Linked DNA regions of Mus musculus: all the other regions are linked to region 1. The links are chromatin contacts, called in public ChIA-PET, Hi-C and HiChIP or PLAC-seq maps. All regions are on one chromosome and are shown on one strand. The core of a region is the stretch at or near the end of the contact, and the rest is flanking DNA. Distances in the headings are between cores, read along the strand shown. Region 1 holds the start of Bcl2l11 (BCL2-like 11 (apoptosis facilitator)). Region 2 overlaps Morrbid (myeloid RNA regulator of BCL2L11 induced cell death). Region 3 overlaps Acoxl (acyl-Coenzyme A oxidase-like). Region 4 overlaps Acoxl (acyl-Coenzyme A oxidase-like). Region 5 has its middle 130 kb from the start of Gm14009. Region 6 overlaps Acoxl (acyl-Coenzyme A oxidase-like).

Region 1 (4,360 bases), core at 1,264-3,763:
ATCCATTTGTTAAGAATTCTAGAGTCAACCTCAGATTCTTTGTTATGTTGTTTACTTTTCTGACTATCTGCCAAGTAAGACCAAAGGGGCGCCCAAAATAATGAAGGTGTGTTTATTTTGATGCAGAGTGGAACTAAATCGGACTACCAAACAAAACAAAGTATCAGCTCCCCAGCTTGTGGAGTCAGCCTGTGCGCTCACGCACACACAAGCACAGAAGTTTTAGGAGAAGCAGCTCGCGGGACGTCTACATTTCGTGCTTTCCTTCAGGACAAACTTGAATCAAGTCTGAAAATCCCAGCGGGCTCTCATTTCCCGGGCTCAGATGCGGAGCTGGAGCACAGGAGCGGGCGCAGATGCAGAGATTGCAGGCGGCTGGCCGCCTTCCCTGCTCCGGCCCCATTGTTTGCCGAAAATGCTGAGGGCAGCAAGTCTGGAGAAGGTTTGGCAGCGGCCGTCAGTCGTAGTAAGTGCGTCACAATAGAGTTTGTAACTCCGAGCGCAGCTCCGCCCGGGTCGAGCGCCCTCGGCCGCAAGGTCCCTCCTGCTGCCTGCCCTGCGCGCCACCCCAAACACTAAACCACTTCTCTCGGGTGCAACCTTGCCGGAATGTGCACACTTCCAAAGAGGGCCTTAAGAGACATCCCTTTGAAAGTTCCACACCTAGCTGCGCGTTCTTGGCAATACCCGGCGCAAGGCTGACTCTTTCCCTCCCCGGGCCACCATGCCGAGACTCACGTCCGCCCCTTCCCTTCCGAGCGCGGCGTGTTGCGCCGATCGAACGACCCCTGCACGTCGCCACCGAGGAGGCAAGGGAAACAAAGCCGGGTCCTGGGCTCCAGGGCCCCGCGCCTGCCCGTCCGCCCTCCGCCACGCTCCGCCGGGGAGCCGAAGGTTTCGCGCGCCGCGCCTCTGGCCCGCGCTGCACCGGCCGCCGCCGGGATCATCCTCCGCCTCCTCCCGCTCCGCCCCTAGCGCGCAGCTCCCGCCGCCGCGCGGGCACCGCCAGCCCTGCGCCCCTGGCGCCGGCTGCCAGTGCTCCCCCATTGGCCCGCGCGCAGTCGCTCCCCATCGTAACCAATGGGCAGAGGCGGTGGGGGCGGCGCCTACGGGTCAGGCAGCCGAAGGCAAGGCGATTGTTGACAAACTCGCCGCCCAGCGCCGCTCAGACTGTGCCGGCCACCGCAGCTCCGGCTGGAACTTAGGGGGCCGGGCAGCTTCGCTTTGCGCCCCGCCCCACCCCTGGGCCAGGCCGGGACGGCGCGCGCTTTGCGGGAATTCCCGCCGCCAGGGCAGCGGGACATTAGAGACAAAGCGAGACACGCACCCCTCGGAGATCCGCGAGGCCACGATCGCACTCCAGGCCATTCCGAGCCAAGTCCCTAATGCCTCCGCAGTCCCCTGAAGAACTTCTCAGCAACTTCACCTGCTGTGTCCCCATGTGCTACCGAGTGCTACCGACACGAACCAAATATGAACGACCATCTCGGGTCTCGGGCATGCACATCCAGACCTCTGCCCCCACTGTTCAGTTAGCCTTCCTCAAGCAGTGCCTGCCCCGTGGGCAATAGGCTTGCGAGCTCAGGGGTCCGCCAGCCTATGCGACTGGGTCCCGGTGCAATCGGGCTAGGAGTAGTCGGCTAGCTGGGGCTTGGAATACGCGTAGCCTAAGTGGTCCTAGGGGGGTTACGGGGTTTCTTGTCTCCTGTAGATACGGTGTTCCTCAATATCCACAGGACGGTCGCAAAAGGAACCGGGCCGCCAGGGACATCCGGAAAGGAAATTGACCACTATGGCCAAACTGACTTGAATGGGTACAAGCAAAGTCTGGGCGCGTGTGATTTTAATACTCAAACCTCCGCAATGAACCCGCGTCAGCGAAGAGTTAAGTCTACCCGCCCGCCGCTACCGCGCGGCTACTTCTCCCGGGCCGTCTGGGTCGCCGCGACGCTTCCCGGCTGGACGCACTACCGGCACCACGAAGCGGGACCTCGGCTCCAAGCCGAGACCACGCGCCCTCCTTGCCCGCGAGAGATGCCTCAGCGGCCCCTCGTGCGGCATTGCGTCCCAACCCAGTCTTCGGCTAAGTGCCCGCAGCTTCAGTGCCGACAACCCTTCCCCAAAAGTGCCTTGGCACGCAGCGACCTCGACCCGACTCCCAGCGTTCGCCTCCTGCAGCCACGCGGGACAAACCAGTGCCTCCACCCGCACGTGCGACACCAGAGACAGATGAAGCCGCTGCGGCGCCTGTCTTCTATCCATCCCCAGCCTGCGCCCCGGGAGTCGCGGAGTGTTTACCTTGCGTTTCTCAGTCCGAGAATCAGAGTCAGACATTGGGTGGACGAGGGCCAGGGGAAGGGCGCCGAGGCGGTGGCGGCGGGAGCAGCGGAGGTGGTGTGAATCCAAGTGGAACACAGCTCGCAGAGCGGCTGCAGGAATCCGGTGACGGCGACGATGGCAAGGACCGCAGAGCTCCAACCAGCTGGTGACCCAGTGCCTGCGGGGAGCGAAGTGAAAGCAGCCTGCTCTTGAGACTCTGCGGTAGTTGAGCCCCCGCCCCCGCGCCCAATCACCGCGGGCTCCGCCCCCGTTTAGTCCGGCCCCCGGCAAGCCGGAAGGTAAGCCCCACCCCCCACGGCCCCCAGGCCGCTGGCGCGTGCAGGCTGCGACAGGTAGTGGGGAGGGTGGCCCCGCCGGCTGTCCTGCAGTTTGCGTGCGCCGCCCACCCCGGCGTGTTTACCCTAGTGTCTTGGCCTGCGGGCAGCTGCATGCTCGCCCATCCTCCACTCAGAATGTACCCGCCCCTCCCCGTCCGCCCGTGGCGGCCACCTCGCAGAGCGGAACTTAGGGGGCGCTCAGGGTACACTGCTCTGTGTCCAGCCCGGCCGCGGGCGCCAGTTGGAAGCCTCAGAAGGCGTCCCTCCGCCCTTGCTTTGCACAGCTTCTCAGCCCCAAACCATGAGGATTAGATTGGTGCAAGGATGGGCACTGGCCTTTGACTGTCCTTTCCTAGAATTCCTGACCTCCGGGGGACTCAGATCAGCAAGATGCTCACCCCTCTTCGTCTGCGCCTCAAGCGAGATTCTTCGTCGCCGCCGCCTTCTGCCTTCTGTCCTCCTTTAGGCTCTCCTTAGTGTTGTGTTTGTGTGTGTGTGCTGTTGTTGTTGTTGTGGTTTATATGTTTGTTTCCCTAGTGCCCAGTTACTTAAGAGGCAGAGGTGGTGGTGAGAAGGACAGTTGAGAGACAAGAGAAGCGGGAAGCTTCAGGGAGCGATGGGCGGGCACGACAAGCATATAAAATAGGGGAATGAGAAAGTTAGCTGGAAAAGAATAACTACAAGGAAAAGGAGGGGGGCTACCAAGGAAAGACGGTTGTGCCATGAGCGGTGTTGGGAGCCTCGAAATGTTTGGGGCTCACAGTGTACGCCAGGAACTGTCTATCCATCGGTCCGCCGATGCTGGCGACCATGGAGCAGCGGAGTTCAGGCCGAGCTGGGAAAACCATAAGGGGGTCGAAAAAAAAATCCCTTGATCTTCCTGAGGCCTTTGTGATTCCAACAGAAGTCTGGAAGTCAATGGCGCCATGTGCATCCCCACCCCCAGCCCCTTCTCTCATAGCGGCGGCCCAAAAAAGCTGCTCTGGAAATGGAACGTCCCACTCCCCACACGAGATTAAGGAAACTCTATTAATGGGCTACCCAACCTGCATCCAGGCTGGCAGTAAGTAGGACGTAGCCTTTTCTTGCAGAACAAGTGTTGCGACCTGCCGTCCCAATCAATGTTGGGCCATCTTGGTCATTTTGGTGTTTGTATGCGGATCTAACGTCACGGTGACACAGCACAGCCCCATGCTAAAGTCTAGCTTCTCAAGTGAATCCTGAGTGAGATCAAAGAAGCCATTGGTTCCCAGGGAAGCTGGGGTGTTCAAGGCAAAGCCTTGCTCCTGCTGGAGGTCAGGGGTGATCGCTACAAGAGCGCACAGGGCAAGGGCGTGGATGAAGTCAAGTACACCGCCGATCCAGGTCTGTCCTGACCAAGGTCTGTGAAGCAGTACTGTGCCTTGGCCACTCGGCATCCCACCCATGCAGCCCAATCTGCTACTGCTACTCTGGGAGTCCAAAGCCAGCAGCAAGTATTCTGCGCCCTCAGCGTGGAGCTAGGCGCCTCATACTTGGACTAGAAAAGAACCATACAGGGGTGGGAGGTGGGGGTGGGGAAGCGCTGGTGTTTCTTTGTAGGAGCAGGCTGCTCTGGAGTCTTCCGATTCTGCAACCCTGGACATGCTAAAAGAAAATATACAGGCACTGGGGAAAGCAACGGGTTGGGCTATGTGCTCTTTTTTAGGTCCTAATTAGGAAGC
Region 2 (4,360 bases), core at 873-3,372, 250 kb before region 1:
ATCCATGTGTATTTTTCACCCGAGCCTGGCATCTGTCCTCTCAGAAAGATTTCTGGAAAGGCCCATCCACTGGGTGGCTTGAGAATAGTTACTGAAACCAGACACTAATTGTTGACTAAGTGTGGCCAGTAGGGTCGGTGGAGACTACACTAGTGTTCAAGACTGTCACTTGGAGCAAGCCATCACTTGCCACTGTTGGCCCTTGCGTTTCTATTTCTATTTCTGGGTGCTGTGAGGACAACCCAGGTTTTACCCTTAGAGTTTCCAAATCAGAAGACACAGGGGGAAGCTTGAGGGTTTGCATATCTAGTGCATCCTCAGGTGATTTCATGCTGCTGTAGAGAGAATGGTCTGGTCCAGACCTGGGTGCACTGAGAACTGTGTCCAGGGCTAGAGGCCACTGGCTTGCTTTGAAGGATCGTGGCTCTAGGTTGTTGTTGTTTGTCTTGAAGGCTGAGGTCTTTCTCACATGTTCCAACCCAACCTTGGAGGTGACTGCTGCTTTTCAAAGACCCTTTGAATTTCTTAGTGACCATGGGACTGTCTGTAACTTTGTCCTCTCACAAGGCCGGTCAGACTATATAAATCTGTAAAAGTGTCCAGGTTTTGTTCTTTGAAAAAAATTTTAATGAGCAAATCTGGAGAAGGAAGTCGAAGGGAAGGATGTGGACAGATGAGACCAGAAGATAACCTGGGAGACCAGATCTTTACCTTTGTGGATCCTTTGCCCATTTTTACCTTTGGTGTACTCTGAGGCCGTCCTTAGTGGTACCCAAGGACTACTAAAAGGTGAGCCCATTTATGAGATCCTTGAGGCTCTGGTATTGAATTTTCCATGAGCATCTGGCATCAGAATGTGATGACCAGGATGCTGGGTGGGAACCTGGGTATGACTGTCAAGCTCCACCTCTGGATTTTGGGTTCCCTGTGCTTTTGGCTCTGCCTGCTTGGTAAGAGATGGCCTTCACGCATCCTTCTGAGAGGATGGATGCCGGCTTGGGTGAAAACCACACATCTGGACACTCCGGCAGATGGGATGCTGTACTCAGTAGTGGATGAGAGGAGCTGGGTGAGGTAGAACAGCTCTGGGAGAGACTCAGACTCTGCCTTAGAGCATTGAAAGTCTTTATACATAGTCATTTTCTGAGCCAGGAGCATTCTGTAGAAGCTAAGTCACATCACCCAAGCCCCGAAAGGATCTAAATATGCTTAGAGATACGTGGTTGTAGCTCTGGACAGAGGAACCTTGGTGAGAGACAAGCTGGGGACATTGAGGGCTCATGCCTCATTCTCTGTATGGATACCTTTCACCTCTAGCCTGAACTACATTTCTGTTCCCTAATGAGTACTTGTCTTCAGTATGGTATTCGTGGGTCCCAGATTGTTCATAATGTCTTAGGGAAAATAAAGTTGTGTATCCGTAGTGGGGATGGGGAGTTGCTAATAGTGAATATTAAAGACCCACAAGAAGAGCAAAGCTCACCAAAGCAGAGAGCAGCTTGGCCCTACATGTGACCAGGTGTCCCTTCAGGCTCAACCCAGTACTGGGGAGGAATGGGTGGTCTCCACCACTTTCAGTGTCCACTTGGTTATGGAAGATGTCCTTGAGAATTGCTGAGAATTGGGAACAAACTTCTTATAGTCTCCAAATAGACTAGCCTGGGCTTCTCCAATGAAAGCTAGGTAGGCATCCAATATAGGGTTCACAGGAATTAGTTTCATCCATGCAAAAGCTCCCAGGCCAGCTTATTCAGGTTCTGCAGTGGTAAGCTGGACTTACCACTAACTTTGGCCACTAGTCCATGGGAACTAGGTGGGAAAGACCCAAGTCTTAGTCCACTTGTGCCCCGTCTGGTGTGACCTTGGAAAGGGTGTCCACTTCCTCCTTCTATGGCCTAGCCTGCTGTGTCTATAAGGCCCTATCCCCTCTCTGCGATTTCAGTACCCACTTGGCTGGGAGTGCCATATTGTAACTGCTTGAGCTATTCCATTTGACTCTTGCATCCCACTAAGAAGAGGCAGGCTGGTGAGGACAGGGCAGTCGGCTATCTATCTCTGCTTCATGGGTAGAACTAGAGGAAGCCAGTTTCTCCTTCCACCCATGTCAGCCACTGGTGCGTCACCCAGTTCCTGTTTCTCTTTGCCCACCCAGGAAGGCGCTGCAGATGAAATCCTGGGCCAGATGGCGGATACTGTGAGCCTGGTCAGAAAATGCTGGCTCACAGGACACAAAACGGGAAGCTGGTTTTCCCAAGAGATTCATGGGTGGGGGTAGGGGGTGGGGAGGGGATGCTGTTCCCCTGACTGTGTAGGTGTCACACAGACAGGTTCCCCAGCTTCCAGAAACTTCCCCACTGCCACTGACAATAGGGGCCTTTTAAAGAATAACAAAGGCACTAAATTACCACAGTTGCTGCTGTCAAGAGCCCGGACCCTCTAGGAAGCTTTGTTTTTCAGAGAGGGTCCTTAGAAGCAGCTCAGCTAGAGCTCAATGGCTGGGCAATTTGCCCTCCTTCCTAACTCCACGCAGCAACAACACTCATGTCGGGAAACACACAATACACCCGTCTGAGCAACTTTGCATATTTCCTCTTTCTTGTATCCTTTGTATATTATGCATTGTGAAGGGATCTCTTGGGGACAGATGGAGCTATTCCAAAAATCATGCAATTCCCCGCTCTGAGGTTGCAGAAAAAATGTGGGTCATTAACAAAAGGCCGTGGACAGTGCAAAGTCCTTTGGAGCTCAGGGTGAACTCAGGCTGGTATCCCACTGGGGGCACAGGGAGATGTCCCAGGAAGTTTTGAGTGGTACTGCCTTCTCAGCTGTCAGCAGTGTTGTTCAGCGTCAGAGCTGGAAACAGTGGCCAGCTTAGATTTAACCTTGTTCCCATGGGAGCATTGTCTTCAACCATCTCATGGGAAAACTGCTCCAGTGTGTGTGTGTGTGTGTGTGTGTGTGTGTGTGTGTGTGTGTGTGTGTGAGGCAGATTTGAGTGCAGAGCAGGCTCTGGATCTACAGCATACCTTTTGAGGGCACGGCACCATCTGCCTCTCTCTACCTGCTCTGCCTTTGGAAATATCCTTTCACTTGTTTTGGAGAGCTGAGGATGTGATCTGCAGACAGGGGTGCACCAAGGGAGGCTGACCACAGGGGCCTTGAGCAGCAGTGCAGTTATGAATAGAACTACAGTCTTTCTGGAACTTCTGTCAGCCATATACTGTCCTTGCAACCTCTGCTTGGTTGTGTGTGTGGAGGGGCTTGTCTTATTATTATTTTTTCTCCTTCTCTCCTATAGAGGCTACTTGGAACAAATTCAAGTAAGCCCACAGTTATCTTTAGAGTCTCAGATAGGAGAGGTGTTGAGGGGCTCTGCACCTTGTGAATTGGAGTTCCCAGTGGACTTGACTTGAAGTTGCTTTGGGTCCTTGGAGGCAGGAGCTCAAGACATCACCTGGGGTGTCTTCTAAGTCTTGTGGGAGTCTCTAGTAAAAATCAAGAACACAGAAGTAGAATCTCATAGCTTACTGGGCATCAGACCCCATGGGGAAGTCACAACAGGGTGACCCCAAACAAAACAGTGGAATTCTGGGAACGTTTGCCTTCCTGCTCTCCCCTGAATGGCTTTTAAAGGGTTGCCACAGCTCATGACCACGGTTGGATTTCGGATATCACTATGAGAATAGTTGTGTTGCTGATTTGATCCCCTGCTCATAGTAGCGTTTTTGATCTGTCTCCCTTCTCGGTTTCCATGTGCTAGAGTGACTGTCACAGTGCGGTTGGCAGTGACCTATGTTTTTCTTGCATATTTTTGTTTCAGAATAACTGGGAGCTGAAACAGGAAGCCCCATGACACAGTTGATCGAAAATGACACAGACACAGAAAAATCAGGACGTGCCCCCAGCAGCACCCCTACCTGCTGCCTGCTGATCACGGCTGGGAGGCCCGTCCAGGGTTCCCACCCGGGAACGGACTCTTAGCTACTCAGTGCTCACGGGTGCTGGGCCTGCAGAGCTTTTCGGATGCTCTCTTACAGCTGGTTTGTTATCTTTTAATCAATCAACTAATTAATCTATTACTTTATTTATTGGCCCTCCCCATGTCTTGATCCTTTCTTCATTAAAAGCAAAAGGAAAGAAAATGCAATTGTCTGTTTCTTAGCTAATCCAGAAACACCGATTTAAAGGGCTCTAAACTTGAACATCAGGCAACTTTCTCCAAGTCACTTGTCAAGATTATCATAACTGCACACAGGGCATCTTTAAAAGTGTGTGGAGCTGGAATCTCATCACTCAACCATGTTTATCCTATGTTTTATACCTTTCTAGAAGATCTTTCAAGATAATTTCTCTAGAGTCA
Region 3 (4,360 bases), core at 802-3,301, 210 kb after region 1:
ATGCCCCTGGCCTGGAAGCCCACAGAGGCTTCTGAGTATGTATCAGATCTGTGTGAGGAAGATCCCCTTGTTAGTAAGCAGAGAACCCTTGGAGACAACCCTGTGAGTCTGGTGATGTCATGCAATGAGCAGGTTTAAGGTTAGATGAAAAGGTCCCTTTATAAGAAGGCCACTAACAAGAGAGGAGATGAGGGATTGCAGGGGGTAGAAGATACACCTGAAGGTGTATCTACCCTGAAGAGTGCTTGTCACTCTCGAGGCAGAGCCCCAGGCCCATGCTGAGTTCTACCATGAAATACCAACAACATAACCCACAGCTCTCAAAACACTAAGTAAAAACACATGATTTGGACACTCCATGAAGATCTGCAGTCTGCCCCCTTGAGAATAATATTTTGTAGGGAGGTTATAACAAAAAATGCAACCTTCTAAAGATAGCTTGACTTTTAAGATTCTACCATCAGAGTTGAATAATTCTTGGCAACTCTTTTGTATAAATCTGGTCAGAGCCTTACTGTGAAGTTTGAGAAAGAGACAGATAAAGCAGCCAGCCAGAGACCTGGTGACAGAAACAACTATTCTTGAAAATGGAAAGTAGGGCGGAAAGTCACTTTATTTTATTTTTACAAAATGTGGAGAATGACATTCTTCCTCAACTGACCCCACAAGATCAAAACCAGCTCCAAATGGGAGTCACTAGGCATTTGCCAGCACTCGAAATCAAAACCCAATGGCCCAGATGACCCTGTTTCTTGTCTTTACTTTTGTATTTCAAAAGATGACAACTGCATTACCTACTTGATGTCACCTGCCCATTCGATAAGCTTTCTGACTCATCTGCCAACTGTAGACTCTGATTCTAATCCAAGTCACAACACAAGGGTGCATGACCCCTTTATTTCTTGCCAACTCATTCAAAACAAAAGCAACAGCACCACTTGGAATGACTGTTCAGACGCAGATCTGCATGTTCATCTAAGGGTGGCCATGCTGGGCACAGACACCCCTTACCTCTCTGGGAGTGACTATATGTAGGACCTCCAATTCTGCTGTCCCCTTTGCTGCTCCACAGCCCTGTGTCTCAACTTAGGTTACTATTGCTCTGAAGAAACACCATAAACAAAAGCAAATTGAGGAGGAAAGGACTTATTTGGCTTACACTTCCACAACCATAGTCATCATTGAAGGAAGTTAGGATGGGAACCCAAACAGGGTGGCGACCTAAAAGCAGGAGCTGATTAGGGCTCATGGAGGGGTGCTGCTTACTGGGTTACCCAACATGACTTGCTCAGGCCTGCTTTCTTATAGCACCCAGGACCAGCAGCCCAGGGATGGCACTACCCACAATGGGTTGGACCCTCCCACACTAATTACAAATTAGGAAAATACCATACAGCTGGATACTATGGTGGCATTTTCTTAATTGAGGTCCCATCTTCTTCAATGACTTTAGCCTGTGTCAAGTTGACATAGAGCTATCCAGCACACTTTGAGAGATATCAAGTCCTTTGGAAAAATTGTTACCTATAATCTCAAAGTCTTGACGGTGCCCTAGCCTCAGTGGACAGCTAAGTTGACCTTTCTCAAGGTCTATGGGGAGCAAGGAAATATAAGTCAATTATAAAGAAGAATCATTATTCAGTTTTATCTAAAACTTAGAACCCTGTGGACTTTCCTGTAACCATATTAGATGGAAAATGTGCTTCCTTTCCTATCTGTTTAAGAAAGAAACCCAACAAAACAAACTAGCAAAATCATTCTATTGCAGGTTTGTTCCTTGCTCTTATCTTTGGCTTTAGAAATATGAATGCAGTGACTCATGCAAAACTGCCACACCATTGGCTCCTGTGGTTACTCCAGTGTCAGAGGGTGAGAGAGAAAGGTGAAGGGCCATTTCTAAGCCTGTTTCCTCTTTCATGGCTGCCTCAAGGTATCCACCATGAAGGAGCATGTTTCTTCAGGCTGCAGCGCTGGATCAGAAAGGAAGAGGACTCTTTCAACCTTACAGAAAGAACAAAACGAAACACCCACACACTGGGGAAATTGTTTCCCACTGCGTGGGTGGTGGGGCCCCAAGAGCTGTTATCTGCAAAGGGCACTTCTCGGGGTTACCCAGTCGTCACAGTGGCGTGGATTCCACCCAAAACCTCAAGCTAAACAATGGGAAACGAACATCAAAGAGACAATTTTCCACTCTGTAGAAAAAAAATGACTTGACTTTATAAAAATAAATTAAGGCATCATGATAATAAATGGTCTGTGGGAAAGACCTGCTGTCAAATATCCATCAGCCATGGCCAGTATTTTCCTTGTATTGCACATTTATGCTGTCTGAACACAGCTGCATTATTCTCCACTTCCCTGCCTCAGCACCAACCCTATATGGCATCTTATATTCAAATAGGCACTCCTATGCCACACAAACAAACCTGGAATGATGGATATACAGGAATGGAGGATGCCTTGGGGCAGAAGTGAAAGTGGGTGAAGTGGGTGTGGGTGTAGACACACGTGTAGGCACATGTGAATGTCTGTGTGCTCTGGAGGATGTCTTTAATCCTAACACATGCTTCTTTTTAATGGGAGAGATTTGTCTAAGGCACCACTGTATGTTTTGGGGCCTCAAGTACCTTAGTTACCACACAGGGTCCCCTCTTGTTCTAGAATAGCTCTGTCCCCAGCTCTGTCCACAACAGAAGTGCTGCCTGCTCACCACGGTTACATGATTTTACTGACTCCCTCATCTCCTCTTCACCCTCATCTCCTTAAGATGCCTCCAGTCCCTTGCTCTATAGAGAAGCCATCCTGCCCCATCAGTTACTCTGGAACCATCTGCCCTCTCTGGAGTCTTTACCCCATCTCTATCCACTATGTGCCTATTGAGTTTCTCATGTCCACATTGATCTTACCCTGGACTTTCTGCTGGAATATTTATAAAAGTCTGGTGATGAGACCTGAAGGTCCCATACTTTGCTCCCCAACACCTTCCCATCCGCACAAAAAAGACCAGGAAACCCAGTATCTGAGTTCTGCTGAAACTCAACAGCAAACTGGAAATCCTTTCTCAGTCACAGCTGTGCGTTTCTGAAAGAGCCAGAACTGCACCGACTTGGCACGACTACATTTCAAGTGGAAATGAGAAAGAAACAATATGAACACTCCTCAAATAATTAAATGTAGAATTGCCACAAGATTCAGAATCTACTTCTGGATATAAGCCCAAAAGAAGTGGAAGCAGGGACTCAGACATTTGTGTACTGTAGTTTCAACAGCAGTATCCACTGTAAGTAAAAGGTGGATGCAGCCTGAGTCAGTTGATGGATAAATGAATAGGCAGCCACAATGGAATACTGGCCTTAATGAAAAAGGAAACCCTGGCACAGGCTGCATCCAAGAATGTCTAGGCACTGCTCAGTAAAATAAGATTGGCATGAAAAGACAAATACAATCTGATTCAACCAATATAAGGTACCCAGAGTAATTAAATCATCAAAACAGAAAGTAACACATGGTTGCCATAGATGTGAAAGGGAGAAATGGGAGAGGGTTTTACTATTTAATGGTAATACAGTTACAGTTTGATAGAATGAAAAGGTCCTAAAGATGGATTGAAGTGTTGCATACAAACTCATGGTCCTATGATCTTCTGACTCCTGTACATGTGATGCCAAGTGCTCCATCAGCCTTTTGTGGCTGCTGGCTTAGGTTGTCACCTCTCCATCTCAGATCCTTAGATGCAAGGTAAAAAGCCAATGAATGACCTTGAAAACTTCGAGGGAGTCTCAGCAAAAGTCATTCTTCCTCAGACTCTATTCTTTTAATTGTAACATCTCCAGCTTGTTTTCTATTAGTTTTTTGGTTCATTGGTTGGTTTTTGCTGCATTTACATAACTTGACAGAACTCTAACACCTTGGAGCCAACACAGAATACCGAATATGTTCCTATGTGACAGTTGATGGACTTCCTCTCTGCATTCCATCTAAGACTCTGAGGAACTCCTGTTGCAGGAAGTGGGATCAAGATTGGGTTCAAGATGGAACCATTAAATCTGTAGAGGCAACCAGAAGCAGCTAGAATTCATATCACACCTTCAACCCTACACCAAGTCGGCCTCTCTTCCAAATCAAGGCAAAAACAATCATTTGAAGAGCATGCATTCTGAAGAATCCATGTGATCGGCCTTCCAGGTGTCTCCTGAGCCAGCTAGGCTTCTCTCTTGCTTTCTCAACTTTTGAGGAATAAGGAAGGTTTAGGAGCCACGTTCTCTACAAAGCCTCCTTTGACTCCTTCCCCCAACCCCCTCCTCAAAGATTTGCATCTGTTCTGTTCTTCCCCCCCCCCTCCACCCCCAGACAGGGT
Region 4 (4,360 bases), core at 1,334-3,833, 160 kb after region 1:
TGAGAAGAGATGCCATGACTCTAATAAAAGAAAGCACTTAATTTGTAATTATCACTACCTCCTAACCTATTGATTAGTCTGTGATGCATAGCCACACATAGGCATTTAAAATATAGTAGCCAGATGATTGGGAATTTAACTCAAATGCTTCTGACATCCAAGAGTCCACTTGAGCTTTGCTTGAATTCTCAATGATGTTTCACACACTTTCCTCACCCAGGGCCTCTGTCCATCCATGCAGGGCTCACTGCCTCCACTAGCCCCAAGCCCAGCTACCATATATCTAACTGGACTCACTTGTGGTGGTTCAGCCACGTATTCTGTGGTGGTTTAAATAGGTATGGCCCCATAGACTCCTGTGTTTGAATGCTTGGCCATAGGGAGTAGCACTACTAGGAAGTGTGGTCTTGTTGGAGAAAATCTTGCCTTGGCAGAAGTATGTCACTGCAGGGGCCACCTATGCCCAGTATGAAAGACAGTCCCCTTCTGCAGCCAACAGAACAAGATTTCAGCTCTTTCTCCAGCACCACGTCTGCCTGGATGCTGCCATTCTTCCCACCATGATAATAATGGACTAAATCTCTAAAACTGTAAGCCAGCCCCAATTAAATATTTTCTTTTATAATAGTTGCCATGGTCATGGTGTCTGTTCACAGCCATAAAACCTGAAGACAGAAGTTGGTACCAGGGACCGGAGTATTGCTATGATAGGCCTGACCATGATTTTGTTTGGAGGAATGTGTATTGGGGGATTTTGGTTTAGCAAGCCAGTGGAATGCTTTAAGTGCATTTGAACTGTAGGAGCCTGGCTCAAGAGGCTTCAGAGGAGAAGACTAGTGGTACACACATTTAATCTCAGCCCCTAGGATACAGAGGCATGCTCATCTCTGAGATCAAGGTCAGCCGAACAGAAAAGGAAAGCATCAAAAACAGGAAGTTAGTGATGATGTAATTGAACAAGGGGGCCATGCTGCAGCCCCAACAAAAAGCAGAGCTCATCAGCTTCGGCCATGTGGTTCTGTCTTTAGAGTCAAGGATAGAAGAAAAGGGTTGTAGAAGTCCCCAGCCCCCAGACTGAGGAAAGTCACTAGGGCCAAGTGTATGTATTGGCAGGGGTGTCCCTTCAAGAGGCCATTGTGAGAAGCAATAAAAGTGAAGTCTGGGCTGCCTTTGGGACCCCAAGTGCCAGAGCCATGGTATACCTGCCAAGGAAACCTGTTAACAGGACGTGGAACCAGACTGAGAAAAAGAAATGTGTTGCTGTCAACAAAGCTGAAAGGAGTTGGAGATCTGATGCAGAGGCTGGAGTTTGTCCAGCTGGTTTTGGTCTTGCTTTGGTCCAGAAGTTCCCTACTATGCTCTCTTCCATATCTTTTGAAACAGTAATGTATATCCTGTGCTATTATATGTTGGAAGTATGTGATCTGGTAAAGTGTGCAATTTTGATTTTAAAGGATTACAGTTAAGAGATTGCATGAATCTCAGAAGAGGCTTTGAACTTTGGAGTTTTAAACATTGTTGAGACTGTGATAGGCTATGGGAACTTTTGAAGATGGACTAAATGCATTTTGCATTATGTTATGGCTACAAGCTTATGGGGGCTAGAAGCTGGAATGGTAGTTTGAATAGTGTGGTTCTTTAAATGTAATTGGCCCCCATAGGCCCATAGGGAGTGGGTACTATTAGGAGGCATGGCCTTGTTGGAGTAAGTGTGGTATTCCTGGAGGAAGTGTGTCACTGTTGGGGTGAGCTTTAAGGTCTCCTATGCTCAAGCTATGCCCAGTGTGGCTCACAGTCTCTCTCTGCTGCCTTCACATCAAAATGTAGAACTCTCAGCTCCCTGCAGCACCATGCCTGCCCGCATGCTGCCGTGTTTCCGGCCATGCCAATAATGGACTGGATCTCTGAAACTGTAGGCCAGCACCAATTAAATGTTTGCCTTTATTCAAGTTGCTATGTTCATGGTGTCTCTACAAAGACCCAAACTAAGACAAATTGGCAAGGTCCCCATCAACTCATGTGTTTGCATGGTTAGCTCATAGGGAGTGACACTATCAGGAGGTGTGGCCTTGTCGGAGTAGGTCTTGCCTTGAAGGAAGTATGTTACTGTGAGAGTGGGCTTTGAGATTTCCTATGCTCAAGCTACACTCAGTGTGGAAGACAGTATCCTGCTGCTGCCTGTGGATCAAGATGCAGAATTCTCAGCTCCTCTAGCACCGTGTCTGCCTGCACACTGCCATGCTTCCTGCCATGATAATGGACTAAACCTCTGAAACTATCAGCCAGCCTCAATTAATTTTTTTTAATAAGAGTTGCATGGTCATGATGTCACAGCAATAAAACCCTAACTAAGACACATCCCCCTCCCCAACTGAGACTTTTCTGATATTTCTCCCTCTCTCTAACATATCCCTTCCAAAACCCAAACAGAAACAAACCAATAAAAGCAAAGTTGCTTCTCCCTAGAATGCCCTCAGTAATCTTCCTGTGATCCCTCCAGTGCCAATGTCTCTCCCTTGCAGCCTGACACTGCATGTGTCTCTACTAACTGACTGCTCCTGATGCTTCTCCACTGGAGCCTTGCTTGATCCTGGAGTGTTTGCCCCGCCTCCCAGGGTGAGCTCATTCCTAAAGATAGCAAATGATGTCCCCATGACAACATCTTCCAAATGCAAGCTAACAAATTCAGAGGCCCCAATACCTCCTTCACGAGGCTATCACAATGTAGGCCACTGTTACCCTGCACAGGTCACCCCAGGTGACACCAAGGTAGTGTCAGACCAAGGAGAGCCCCCTGCCAATATCAGAAGCCTCCCAAAGCATCCAACGAGTCATTCCTAATCTGCTTAGCCTGCTTAGCCTGCTTAGTCCATGCTTTCTGCTGGCACCCTCTACCTCCCGACTGATGCTAGTGTTTTGTGTTGTTTTTCTGGAATGTCTGCTTATTAATAGTTGTTACAGAGAAATAACTTTGACAAGGGAACATGGGTAGTCAGTTAGGATAGAAATTAATGAGAAGAATGAGAGAGGAGAAGAGAGGAACCCACCTCATGCCAACAGCCATACCCTGACTTTCTTCTATGAGAACAGAAAAAAAAAAAAACCCCAAATCAGTGGATGAGCAGAAAGCAGGGTCCACAACTCCTTCCCTCTGGCCTCAGATGCTGACAGTCCCAAAGCACCAAAAGGGAGTTTCCACTGGCTTCTGACCTGTCTGATGTTCTATCTGGCTGTAGAGGTGGGAAATGTGACAATAAAGATTAATGGCTTTTGTGCTCAGAGATGCTACCAGAGGTCAGCCCTAAGACTGCCACCATTATCCCCAAGCTTGTTGTCTGGCTGCAAGAGAGGCAGCAGAGACAGGGGATATCAAGACACTGGTCAGAGAAGTCATAGCCCACATGGCAACCTTGACTGGCTATTCTGCACTCAGCATCATGTTTATGGACCCAGTCGGGCACACTGAAGGCTCCTTCCCTGGTTGCCAGCATCCTGGCATGCTGCCCTGAACACAGCTCACAGGGCTGTAATCCCTGCAGCTGGCCAGCAATTACTGCCTGCCAGACGTTTTTATTGTTCCAGAATATGATCTATATGGACACAATATTCTTCCTGTCTTTCCTCCACTGGGTTACTATTTTTTGTTAAAAATACATGTAAAGGGTATATTTTTCTCTATAAAAACAATTCTCATTTCAGCACTCCCTCCAAAGAAAAAGAATCCAAGTCACTTAGCTTTCTCATGATCTTTAAAAAAAAAACAAAAACAAAGAGCCGAGTATGTATGCACGCTGATATCCACGTGAAAATCAATCCAGGGCTCAGAGAGAACTGCGAATGATGCCATTTAAGATTATAGATCTGAAACGCTATTTCTGGGCTCTGGCAACAACTAAGGAATAGAGGAAACATTTATTTTTGGTTGTTGTATTTCATCCCCACTCAATTGTGAACACGGCCGCTTGAAGCAACATTCGCAGAAAGTGACACGGCTATTAATCACCAAGGCAGCTTCTGCAGGCGCAGCCTCTTGGGGGGGACTACACTGCCTGCCTTCTCTACTCTCCCTCTGGTCTCTTCTCCCAAAGGAGGCCAGTGACCTACTAAAAAGATAATTGCTTCCCATGTTTCCTGCTCCGAAGCATCATTGCATCAGTCTGCTGTGAATGACATCCAGTCACCCTGAAGGAGAAAATCCTATGTGGCTGAGCCTCTGTCCTTGACTCTGAGATATCTTGGAGTATAAGCTCAGGGTGCTAGGTAGTTCACAGGCATTTCTGCAGCCAGAAGGGAGAAGAGAAACTTGCCTCCTTCAGGGTTGAGGTGCTTGACCTCTGCAGACAGAAGCTGGGGCCCAGAC
Region 5 (4,360 bases), core at 741-3,240, 170 kb before region 1:
CTTCCACCCATGAAAAGAAAACTCTGTTTTTCTTGTTTCTCTCGTCAGGCTGCCTGGAGATGGGAGAGAGAAACTTAATCAGTTGGGCCTGTTCTGTTAGACCAGATGATTCCCCTTTAGAAAGATCCCATTTTATAAGGTGCAGGAGGCCAGCACATTATGATGGTTGTCGGGAGATCCCAGTCGAAGGTGGGGAGCAGGGAATGAGGCTTCCACAAATCCACTGTGTGCAGGGGACCCCTCAGTAGGCAGCAATGCTCCAAGAGACTGGGAAAAGAGCAGTATGTCTGGATCGTGGACCCAGAGGCTAGGGAAACCAGACCGCCTTCTCAGTCAGCTGTATGCAATGGTGTTAAGCACAGCGCTGCTCAACCTTCCTAGTGCTGTGTCGCCTTAATACAGTTTCTCACATGGTGACCCTTAACCACAAAATATGTCCTACTTCATCACTGTTGTGAGTTGTAACGTAAATGTCTGTGTTTTCCAGGGATGACCTCTATAAAAAGGTCATTTGACCTCTATGGGGGCCGCAACCCACAGGTTGAGAACCATCTGTCCTACACATTAGGGTAGCACTGAAGCATCCCAGCGACAGAAAGAACAGTGTCTGGCTCTCATTGTCCAACATGAGAAATCACAACGTTCCTTTGGGGAATTCTTTTTCCTGGCAATAAATCCTCAGGGGGAAAAAATCCTGTGACAGAACCAGCCCCAGAGGAATGTCCATAGGTCAGAAGGAGGCCACCTAGCTTGGAAGGTTCTGGAAATTCTAGTTGGGCATTGGGAGGAGTCCAGGCAGCTGCGCTGATGCAAGGGGGCTCCAGAGAGGAAGGAGAACCTCGGGAGTTAGTCAGAGGACGTTGCTCAGAATGAGGGAGAGAGTGGGGGAGGCTACCAGTGGAGGCCAGGGACCGATGTCACTTCACTATCTGTAACTTCCTGTTTTGGAGAAAGAGCCTGAGCTTGCTTTGGGGGAGGGGAGCATGAAAGGTGAAGCCTGGAAGATTGGTGCTTGTGCTCTCACTGGAGGGCAAGAGGGGGTTTAAATGGTCAGAGCAGGGGCCTGGAGAGATGGCTCAGCGGTTAAGAGCACTGAATGCTCTTCCGAAGGTCCTGAGTTCAAATCCCAGCAACCACATGGTGGCTCACAACCATCCGTAATGAGATCTCACGCCCTCTTCTGGAGTGTCTGAAGACAGCTACAGTGTACTTACATATAATAAATAAATAAATCTTAAAAAAAAAAAAAAAAAATGGTCAGAGCAGGATGGGGTGACAGACCTGGGCAGACTAGAAGGAAAAACAATTGGTGATTCTGATTCATTCACCTCAATTGTCACAGAACAGAGCAAACACACATGTAATAAAATCATAAAAGTCTGTGGGAAGTAGAAGAAAGAAACTTCAGCAGATCAAAGCAGCTGATGGGTCAGATACTGGGGTCGGGCCTTTGAACCCCCCAAGGCTACACGAGGCTCCTACCTGGCTGAGATCTATGGCTCTTCTGTTCTCGGACTATTGACACAACAGCCTGGCTGCTCAGAGAAATGGGCTCTGAGGATCCTGGCATCCTTGAGGTAGCTCCAATTTCCTAGATGAGCGTGGGGAGAGTGGAGGGATCTGGGTCTCCTGAGAAGAATCGAAGGTGGAAACTGGAGATAAACACGGGGAGAGAGCTTGCTGTCTATGGCTCAATTGCTCTGCTGAACTGCCTCTTGGTTGAACTGCTGCACAGCCTGAAGGAAACCCTATTCCACCCAGGCTTCCCTCCAGAGCAAAATATCAGCCCTCCTCTGCCAGTGGAGTCCACTGGATAGCCAGGCCTGCTGTCCCCAGAGCCTCTGTCAAACCCGTGATCCTTCTCTTTCCCTGTGACCAACAGTATAGACTCCTGGAACTCAGAAGGACTCCACATGGCTAGAGTGTTCCCAGTGGAATCAGTAGTCTGTCACAGAAAAGGCAAAGATGACTCAGGAAGCAGACGTCTGAAGAGATGCCTGGCCTGACTCCATGGAGGTTTTAGAAAGACATTCACTCTTTCCATAGAGTGGAGAGCCTCACTGGTGCTATGCACATTAAACATCAGATGAACTCGCTCCATCTCAAGGGTATTCTGAGTACCCCTCCCCCAACCCTCACCAAGGGTCTTCCCTGCTTTTTGGTACCCTCTCCCAATCATATAGAATTTAAGGCAGATTATAAATTTAACTACTCTGCTAAGTTGCGATAAGTAATAAATTCATTTCTTTTTGTGTGTGTTTTAAAGCTTTGTAGAAAACAACAATGTCAACAACACTAACCCAAACATTGTAAGGCTGAGACACAAAGACATTGAGTTTGAAGGTAACCTGGGCTACATAATGAATTGTATATTCCAGACCAGCCTGGGCTACATGGCAAGCCCTGTCTCAAAAATAAACAAATAGATGAAAATCTATTTTTGCCCAAAATAACTGTTTACGGTAACTTCCATGAAATGCCCCAGGTCTGGGTTTTGCTGTTAGTGTCTCCAGCTGGGCACGATCTTTGATGTAATCAGTGACTCAGCTTACTCGAAATAAACCTGTTGTCAAAGATTCAAAATTTATCTCTTTGACACACACATGTCTTGTGACCCGCCTGTCCTTCTGCTCAAAGCACTGTCCCAATCCCTCTGACTCAACGGGGAAACCACAATCTACAAGAAGCCAGAGCGTTCCCACACCTGGGGTGGGCTGCGCGTCACCAGCAGGGCAGCAGATGTCATTGTGCCTGAGCAGGAAGCTCGGCAGGATGGCTTCTTTGCCACTCCTCTGTCCACAGGAAAGCATGGTGACGTGGTGGATTCGTGATTTGGTGGGGAGCACGGTGAGGTGTGACTTGCCATCCTCTCTAAATAGATTGTTCAACCCAGAAGCAGTTGTTTCTTGGGGGAGGCATAACTTGAGGTAGGTCTGGAGATGGCAATGGCTCTTGAGCTCTTGGCTAGCACCTGTGTCGTCCTGGGGCCACTGCTGACCCACCAAGACCCTCTACAACAGGTGCTGCATGTCATAGCTGAAGGCTGTCCCACTCACCCAGGTCCCCCACCAGTCACTCACAACCATGCAAAAAGGGAAGTCTTGGCCAAAACTCACTGTCGGTTTGGTGCCTGCTCTCAGAATGGCACTGTCTGAGAATAATGAGGTGCTCTGTGTAAAGAAAGGGGAGAGAGTCAGGGCTGCCTCCAAAGCCCTGTTCTAGACTCTGTTGCTGTGGTGGTTTGAGTGAGAAAGCCCCCCCCCCCCCGTGGGCTCACATATTTGAATCTTTGATACCCAGTTGGTGTGCCACTGGGGATGGGCCTCTCTCTTCTCTCTCTCTCTCTCTCTCTCTCTCTCTCTCTCTCTCTCTCTGTGTGTGTGTGTGTGTGTGTGTGTGTCCCCGTCCTTGCTGCCTGCAGACTGCAGATCAGGATGTAGCTTCCAGTTACCTCTCCAGCACCCCATCTGCTGTGTGCTGCCATGCTCCCTGCCACAATGATAAGCAATTCGTCCTCTGAAGCAGTAAGCAAGCCCCCAGTTAAAAGCTTTCTTCTATAAGTTGCCTTTGCCATGATAACAGTAACTAAGACAGGAACCTCCCATGCCAAGCTCGGCAGGTCAGGGCACATTTGCCCTTGGGGGCTTTTCACTGGAATTTAATCTTTAGGGACCTTTGCAGATTCTGAACATCTCATCTGTTCAGGAGCTCCACTATCTTTCCTGGTCTCTAAGCCTTGTTCCCTGTCCTGTCTGCCTCACCCCACCCCCGACCACCTCTACCTGCAGTTACTGTCCCAGGAATCCTTTTTGGGTAGTTACTGAGGTCATGGCCTCTGATTATATAATGAATGCAACCATCGTTCATGTCCTAGTGAAACTTTGAAGATAGAAACAAAATGTAAATTCCCACTTTTAGGGCAGGAGAGTCTGGAAGCTCGGGCAGGAGCCTCTGGCTACGTCAGCCTCTGGCCGGTGTCTCTACCATGACTCCCCACATGCTCATGGAACGTGCCAGCAATAACGTAAGATGAGCCCTCGGATGAGCCCCACATTTGGGAGGAACTTCTGGAGCATGACCTACTTTTTTGAATATCTAATGAAATTCATAGATTTCCCCCATAAGATGCATATACTCAATACTTCTAAAAATCTAGCATTTTCGCACATGTCAGAGATCCATTCATGAGAATTCAATCTTGCTTTGGGATCCTTTTGCTTTTCATCAGGGTCATGGGTTCCCAGCATCTCTTGCCATGAAGATGTGGTCAATATTCTGATTTTTAAGAGGGCCTGTCGAACTTAAGAGGGGCTGTGGTTCTCTCACAAGGACATCTGCTAAGTAGCTGAGCAGTGCATTT
Region 6 (4,360 bases), core at 1,006-3,505, 140 kb after region 1:
ACAGCCTGGACTAGACAATGTATCCTCCAACACTGCAGCTTCCTGGACTCTGTGTTGAAACCCCAGCTACCTAGAGTAAGACTCTGGGATTTGACCAGTGAGCCTGGCTATGCTCTGCAAACAGCAAGCTGTGACACACCAGCAGGTCCTGAAGTCCAGGTAATGCATGGTGGTCTGCTTTTCTTAAAATGAAAGGAAATTACCAGAACACATCAGGATGGGAAGGCCAGTGTTATTACATGAAAATTTCTATTTTTTTTCCACTTTTCATGTATGTATATATGTATGGAATTTCTGGATTATAATGAAAATTCTATTGTGTGTGTGTGGGGGGGGGTCATGATCAAGAGAACTTGAAAGCCACTGGTCTAGAAACTATTAGGCCTTGGTTTTGATTGCTGATAGAAGAAGAAATATGTATAACCTTTGTTCACAGTGTCAGTATTATTTAAATATGTATTCCCCCAAAAGCAGAATATGCACACAAATTAGCACCAAAGTTAGGTATTAGAATATTTTTATAATAGATTGTTATATAACTGAAGGTTGGCATTTTAGTTAGTATTTCCATTGCTGCGAAGGGACCAACATGACCAAGACAACTCTGATAATGGACAACATTTACTTGGGGCTGGCTTACAGTTTCAGAGGTTCAGTCCATTTTCACCATGGCAGGAATCAGGCAAACATGGTGCTGGAGCAAGAGCTGAGAATTCTGCATCTGGATCTGAAGGCCCCGAGGAGAAGACTAGCTCTTCTACATGGGGCAGAGCTTGAGCTGTAGGAGCCCTCAAAGCCCGCCTCCACAGTGACATACTTCCTCTGACATGGACACACCTCCTAATAGTAGCACTTCCCATGGGCCAAACATCTTCAAACCACCATAGTTGGTTAGTTAAATTATGTTACACATACATCATAAATGTTACCAGACACTAACACTGCTGCATACGTGAAATCTGAAGTATTGTCCTTACTGCCTCAGGGGCAAGAACTTATAAAACTTTAAACACACCAGTGCATAGAAAGAATGTGGCTTAGAAACGTGTCATTGCTTAGAAGCACAGGTGTAGCATCTATTTCCTTCCTTCTCTGTGCTTTTCTTATTTTCAAAAAACATCTACAGTGGGTATATACAGAAAGGATGCATTGCTTTTGCAATTGGGAAAAGAAACATAATGCATGTGGTTTTAAAATTGCTTCACTGAAGGGGGTGGGGATCCATCCCATATACAGTCACCAAACCCATACCCCTATAGTGGATACCAACAAGTGCTTGCTGTCAGGAGCCTGATATAGCTGTCTCCTGAGAGGCTCCACCAGTGCCTGACAAATATAGAGATGGATGCTCTCAGCCAACCATTGGATTGAGCACAGGGTCCCCAATGGTGGAGCTAGAGAAAGGAACCAAGGAGCTGAAGGGGTTTTCCCCATAGGAAGAACAACAATATGAACCAATCAGATTCCCCCAGAGCTCCCAGGGACCAAACCACCAACCAAAGAGAACACATGAAGGGACCTATGGCTCTAGCCGCATATGTAGCAGAGGATGGCCTGTGGAGCATCAATGGGAGAAGAGACCCTTGGTCCTGTGCCAGCTCAATGCCCCAGTGTAGGGGAATGCCAGGATCAGGAAGTGGGAGTGGGTGGGTTGGTGAGCAGGGGGAGGGGGAGGAAAGGATAAGGGTTTTTTGGAGGGGAAACAAGGAAATGGGATAACATTTGAAATGTAAATAAAGAAAAAATATATAAAAAAAATTGTTGGGGCTGGTGAGATGGCTCAGCGTGTAAAAGCACCCAACTGCTCTTCTGAAGGTCCTGAGTTCAAATCCCAGCAACCACATGGTGGCTCACAACCATCCATAAGGAGATCTGACTCCCTCTTCTGGAATGTCTGAAGACAGCTACAGTGTACCTACATATAATAAATAAATAAATCTTTAAAAAAAATTGTTTCACTGAGGAAATAACATGCCCTCCCTAGATAACACTCATGCTGAGTACTAGTGCCAGACATGAAAGCCAGAAGTTAAGAGGAGTGCCTCAAAGGTTAGGAGGATTGCTGGTGATAAGAGAGAAGCAGCAAAGATTATTGCCAGAACGGTTCCTATCTTAGCACACTATGTAATTTTTCAAGTTTCCTGCTCCCATACTAGACATGACATCACATTTGTCATCCCCTCAAAGGAGCTGCCAGTGGGGCACTCGTGCTTTGGATATGACTGACATACGGCCAAGGCTGGCAACTTCTCCATAAAAAGTCATGATGACTCAGTCAGTAAATGTCTGCTGTCCAAGCATGAGAACCTAACTTTAGATCCCCATCACCCATGCAGAAAGCTGCGGGTGGTGAATGCCCCTGTGATTCCAGCCCTGGAGAGGCAAGTAGATTTCTGGAGTTTACTGACCAGCCTGTCTACCAAATCAGTGATCTCCATATTCAGAGAAAGACCTAGTCTCCAGAAATAAGGTGGGACAAACGTGGGTGGCAGGACATAGAGAAATGAAGCTGGAACTTAACTGGAAGCCCCCTTTCTCCTGGCTAGCATGCCTCCTGCTGGCTAGAAGGTGCTAGAAGCTGCCAGAGGAGAAAAGTTGAAGCCATAATTCCAACCCGCCATGCCAAGTGCAATCCCTGGAACAATAGGGGCATGACTGTTACAGGAGTAAATGACAGATACCTGAATAGACTTAAGGCCAAAGAAGAGAATTCATGATTGGTACTTTAAACCTGTTTAGAAAGTCATGGCTAGAAGGTCATAGGCCCTGGGGTGGGGACGGGAGGACTCACTGCTGCTGTTTTCATAAGTTGACATCACATAATACTATCTTCTAAATATTTACATTTATATGCATAGATATATACCACCCTAAGCCTGGATCAGAGAAGCTTCTCTTTGCAGTGAAAGAGATACATGGCTGTTCTAGCTATGACTGATGAGCATGCAGCCCTAAATATTTATATCATGTATCCAGGCTCAGGGATTATCCAGAAGAGGTGGGAGAAAGAGTATAAGAGCCAAATGTTGGAGAGAAGAGCTACAAAACACTGTTTTCTGAGTGTGACAGAGAATTCATGAACGCACCGCAGCAGAGATCCCCTGCACTGGGCCTGAACAAAGCTGGGTTTTTTAGCAGTCATCCATGGATGGGAAGGACTCAGAGGGTCTCCCCCTCCCTGGGGAAACTATTGGCTGTTGATGGGTGTTGGGGAAGAAGAAATCATGGCCTTCAGTTGTATACCTTCTGGGCTCTAAAGGATAGTTCTGCAACCACAGTTTTACAGGTAGCCTTGCTTAAACTCAGTGGGTCACAAAACAAAACAAAAGATACAAAGGTAGAAAAGGGGTTTGTAGGAAAGAGGCAGAATGGACAGTAATGGACGGGAGACAGAAGACAGCAAGGGTAAGAATAATTAGATGTATCATAGCCATCAAAAGTGTCAAAAGGAAATTTAACTCATTAACAAAAGGTGATTGAGGAAGGCAGCCAACATCAACCACTGGCTTCTACATGCACACACACGAACAAGCACACACACTCCAAAATCCTTTAATTGTCTGAAGTAAAATAACGCACAGAAAGGTGAAAGGGGACAAGTTTTATGAATCAATCTCAAGTTCTAAGAATGAGAGAAAATAGATACACAGGACACCCACTCACTCCCCTCAGTCCATTAGTCCATCTGTCCACCTGTCTATCAAGTGGTCACTGCTTAGTCCTTAGCCACTTTGCATGCTGCACACCCTAGTCAGCCTTAGGACAGAGGGACCTAGTGAAGAACTCAGCCCCAGCTCTAGCTGCCACTCAGTCCAGTCTCCGCTTCTCCTTTGCAAAAGAGCATTCATGAAAACCTTTCATGAGAATAGCAGACACTGTGGAGGGTCTGCTGCATTCCTAGCCGTGTGCTGAGGCTCTGTCTCTGTGGATACAATCCCAGGCACATGTGGGTACCTGGGAGAGCCTACCACAGACAGTTCTGCACAGCACTGATTCATCCTTCTCTCCAGTCTAAGTCCAGTTTTTCCTCATCGATTCTGTCCTCCTATGCTCCCTCATTTAGACTCATGCCTTTTCTGGTGTCCTTGGTTGTGCCACACCCCACCTTCACCCCGTGTGCAGGTGGCAATGCCTCTGATACAATAAGAAGTACACACTTAGCATGCTTTTCCCCCTGGTCCTGGCACAGAGTTCTTAGAGTAATGAGACAAGTGGATATTGGGTCTCTACCTCCAGCACATGTCTCCTAAAACCTGTGATTTCCTGAACAGTGGGGTGCTTGGAACACACTTTGTCCTAATATTTGGTCTCTGACACTAGTTCTTGATGCAAATATCCTAAATCCCATGGGATTTCCTGA

What was found. Hi-C and Micro-C count contacts between places; a contact is called where the count stands out from the background. ChIA-PET counts read pairs in DNA pulled down with a chosen protein or histone mark. HiChIP or PLAC-seq counts read pairs in DNA pulled down with a chosen protein or histone mark.
Region 2: a contact with region 1 is called in an H3K4me3 HiChIP or PLAC-seq map of bone marrow-derived macrophages, with 11 times the contacts expected there. The contact joins the enhancer-like site here to the promoter of Bcl2l11 in region 1. A contact is called at or near these places in 18 of 39 promoter capture datasets (the 3T3-L1 cell line, 3T3-L1-derived adipocytes, the C10 cell line and 13 more), 3 of 15 datasets of contacts at CTCF or cohesin (CD8 T cells, the NIH/3T3 cell line and large pre-B cells), 33 of 484 Hi-C or Micro-C datasets (the 3T3-L1 cell line, the C10 cell line, the C2C12 cell line and 24 more), 36 of 115 datasets of contacts at active chromatin or transcription factors (the 230-238 cell line, CD8 T cells, the SCID.adh cell line and 26 more) and 3 of 9 other capture datasets (adipose tissue, liver and pancreatic islet).
Region 3: a contact with region 1 is called in a BATF HiChIP or PLAC-seq map of CD8 T cells, with 16 read pairs. The contact joins the enhancer-like site here to the promoter of Bcl2l11 in region 1. A contact is called at or near these places in 10 of 39 promoter capture datasets (the C10 cell line, the HPC-7 cell line, the SN4741 cell line and 7 more), 2 of 15 datasets of contacts at CTCF or cohesin (CD8 T cells and large pre-B cells), 11 of 484 Hi-C or Micro-C datasets (CD4 T cells, CD8 T cells, Th1 cells and 5 more), 26 of 115 datasets of contacts at active chromatin or transcription factors (the 230-238 cell line, CD8 T cells, the NIH/3T3 cell line and 22 more) and 3 of 9 other capture datasets (adipose tissue, liver and pancreatic islet).
Region 4: a Hi-C map of cortical neurons shows a contact between it and region 1, with 3 times the contacts expected there. The contact joins the enhancer-like site here to the promoter of Bcl2l11 in region 1. A contact is called at or near these places in 8 of 484 Hi-C or Micro-C datasets (the N1E-115 cell line, bone marrow-derived macrophages, cerebral cortex and 4 more), 9 of 115 datasets of contacts at active chromatin or transcription factors (CD8 T cells, VIP interneurons, bone marrow-derived macrophages and 5 more) and 3 of 9 other capture datasets (adipose tissue, liver and macrophages).
Region 5: an RNA polymerase II ChIA-PET map of memory CD8 T cells shows a contact between it and region 1, with 1,416 read pairs. The contact joins the enhancer-like site here to the promoter of Bcl2l11 in region 1. A contact is called at or near these places in 14 of 39 promoter capture datasets (the 3T3-L1 cell line, 3T3-L1-derived adipocytes, the C10 cell line and 9 more), 3 of 15 datasets of contacts at CTCF or cohesin (the NIH/3T3 cell line and pro-B cells), 44 of 484 Hi-C or Micro-C datasets (the 3T3-L1 cell line, the BV-2 cell line, the C10 cell line and 32 more), 37 of 115 datasets of contacts at active chromatin or transcription factors (the 230-238 cell line, CD8 T cells, DN3 thymocytes and 28 more) and 6 of 9 other capture datasets (adipose tissue, bone marrow-derived macrophages, embryonic stem cells and 3 more).
Region 6: an H3K4me3 HiChIP or PLAC-seq map of bone marrow-derived macrophages shows a contact between it and region 1, with 4 times the contacts expected there. The contact joins the enhancer-like site here to the promoter of Bcl2l11 in region 1. A contact is called at or near these places in 1 of 39 promoter capture datasets (neutrophils), 1 of 15 datasets of contacts at CTCF or cohesin (CD8 T cells), 4 of 484 Hi-C or Micro-C datasets (the HPC-7 cell line, bone marrow-derived macrophages, rod photoreceptor and 1 more), 6 of 115 datasets of contacts at active chromatin or transcription factors (CD8 T cells, bone marrow-derived macrophages, embryonic stem cells and 2 more) and 3 of 9 other capture datasets (adipose tissue, liver and pancreatic islet).

What each region holds. Positions count from the first base shown.
Region 1 is chr2:128,124,191-128,128,550 of GRCm38.p6, reverse strand. It overlaps Bcl2l11 (BCL2-like 11 (apoptosis facilitator)), which reads right to left and starts at 2,513. Exons shown (of 4, transcript NM_207680.2): 1 at 2,299-2,513. It also overlaps a transcript of Acoxl not described here.
Region 2 is chr2:128,371,888-128,376,247 of GRCm38.p6, reverse strand. All of the region lies in intron 1 of Morrbid (myeloid RNA regulator of BCL2L11 induced cell death), which reads left to right. Among named protein-coding and RNA genes, the nearest start is that of Gm14010, 49 kb to the left of the region's middle. Within about 2 kb of position 2,122, at least 95 of the 459 cell types and tissues checked have an H3K27ac peak or open chromatin away from gene starts, as enhancers often do. A contact at or near this core is called in the 230-238 cell line, the NIH/3T3 cell line, Sertoli cells and 13 more, where this site is marked.
Region 3 is chr2:127,914,707-127,919,066 of GRCm38.p6, reverse strand. All of the region lies in intron 9 of Acoxl (acyl-Coenzyme A oxidase-like), which reads right to left. Among named protein-coding and RNA genes, the nearest start is that of Acoxl, 62 kb to the right of the region's middle. Within about 2 kb of position 2,051, at least 29 of the 459 cell types and tissues checked have an H3K27ac peak or open chromatin away from gene starts, as enhancers often do. A contact at or near this core is called in CD8 T cells, the HPC-7 cell line, Th1 cells and 3 more, where this site is marked.
Region 4 is chr2:127,960,509-127,964,868 of GRCm38.p6, reverse strand. All of the region lies in intron 9 of Acoxl (acyl-Coenzyme A oxidase-like), which reads right to left. Among named protein-coding and RNA genes, the nearest start is that of Acoxl, 110 kb to the right of the region's middle. Within about 2 kb of position 2,583, at least 52 of the 459 cell types and tissues checked have an H3K27ac peak or open chromatin away from gene starts, as enhancers often do. A contact at or near this core is called in the N1E-115 cell line, VIP interneurons, bone marrow-derived macrophages and 4 more, where this site is marked.
Region 5 is chr2:128,293,546-128,297,905 of GRCm38.p6, reverse strand. No RefSeq gene overlaps it. Among named protein-coding and RNA genes, the nearest start is that of Gm14009, 130 kb to the right of the region's middle. Within about 2 kb of position 1,990, at least 109 of the 459 cell types and tissues checked have an H3K27ac peak or open chromatin away from gene starts, as enhancers often do. A contact at or near this core is called in the BV-2 cell line, the C2C12 cell line, CD8 T cells and 22 more, where this site is marked.
Region 6 is chr2:127,981,361-127,985,720 of GRCm38.p6, reverse strand. All of the region lies in intron 11 of Acoxl (acyl-Coenzyme A oxidase-like), which reads right to left. Among named protein-coding and RNA genes, the nearest start is that of Acoxl, 130 kb to the right of the region's middle. Within about 2 kb of position 2,255, at least 2 of the 459 cell types and tissues checked have an H3K27ac peak or open chromatin away from gene starts, as enhancers often do. A contact at or near this core is called in bone marrow-derived macrophages, where this site is marked.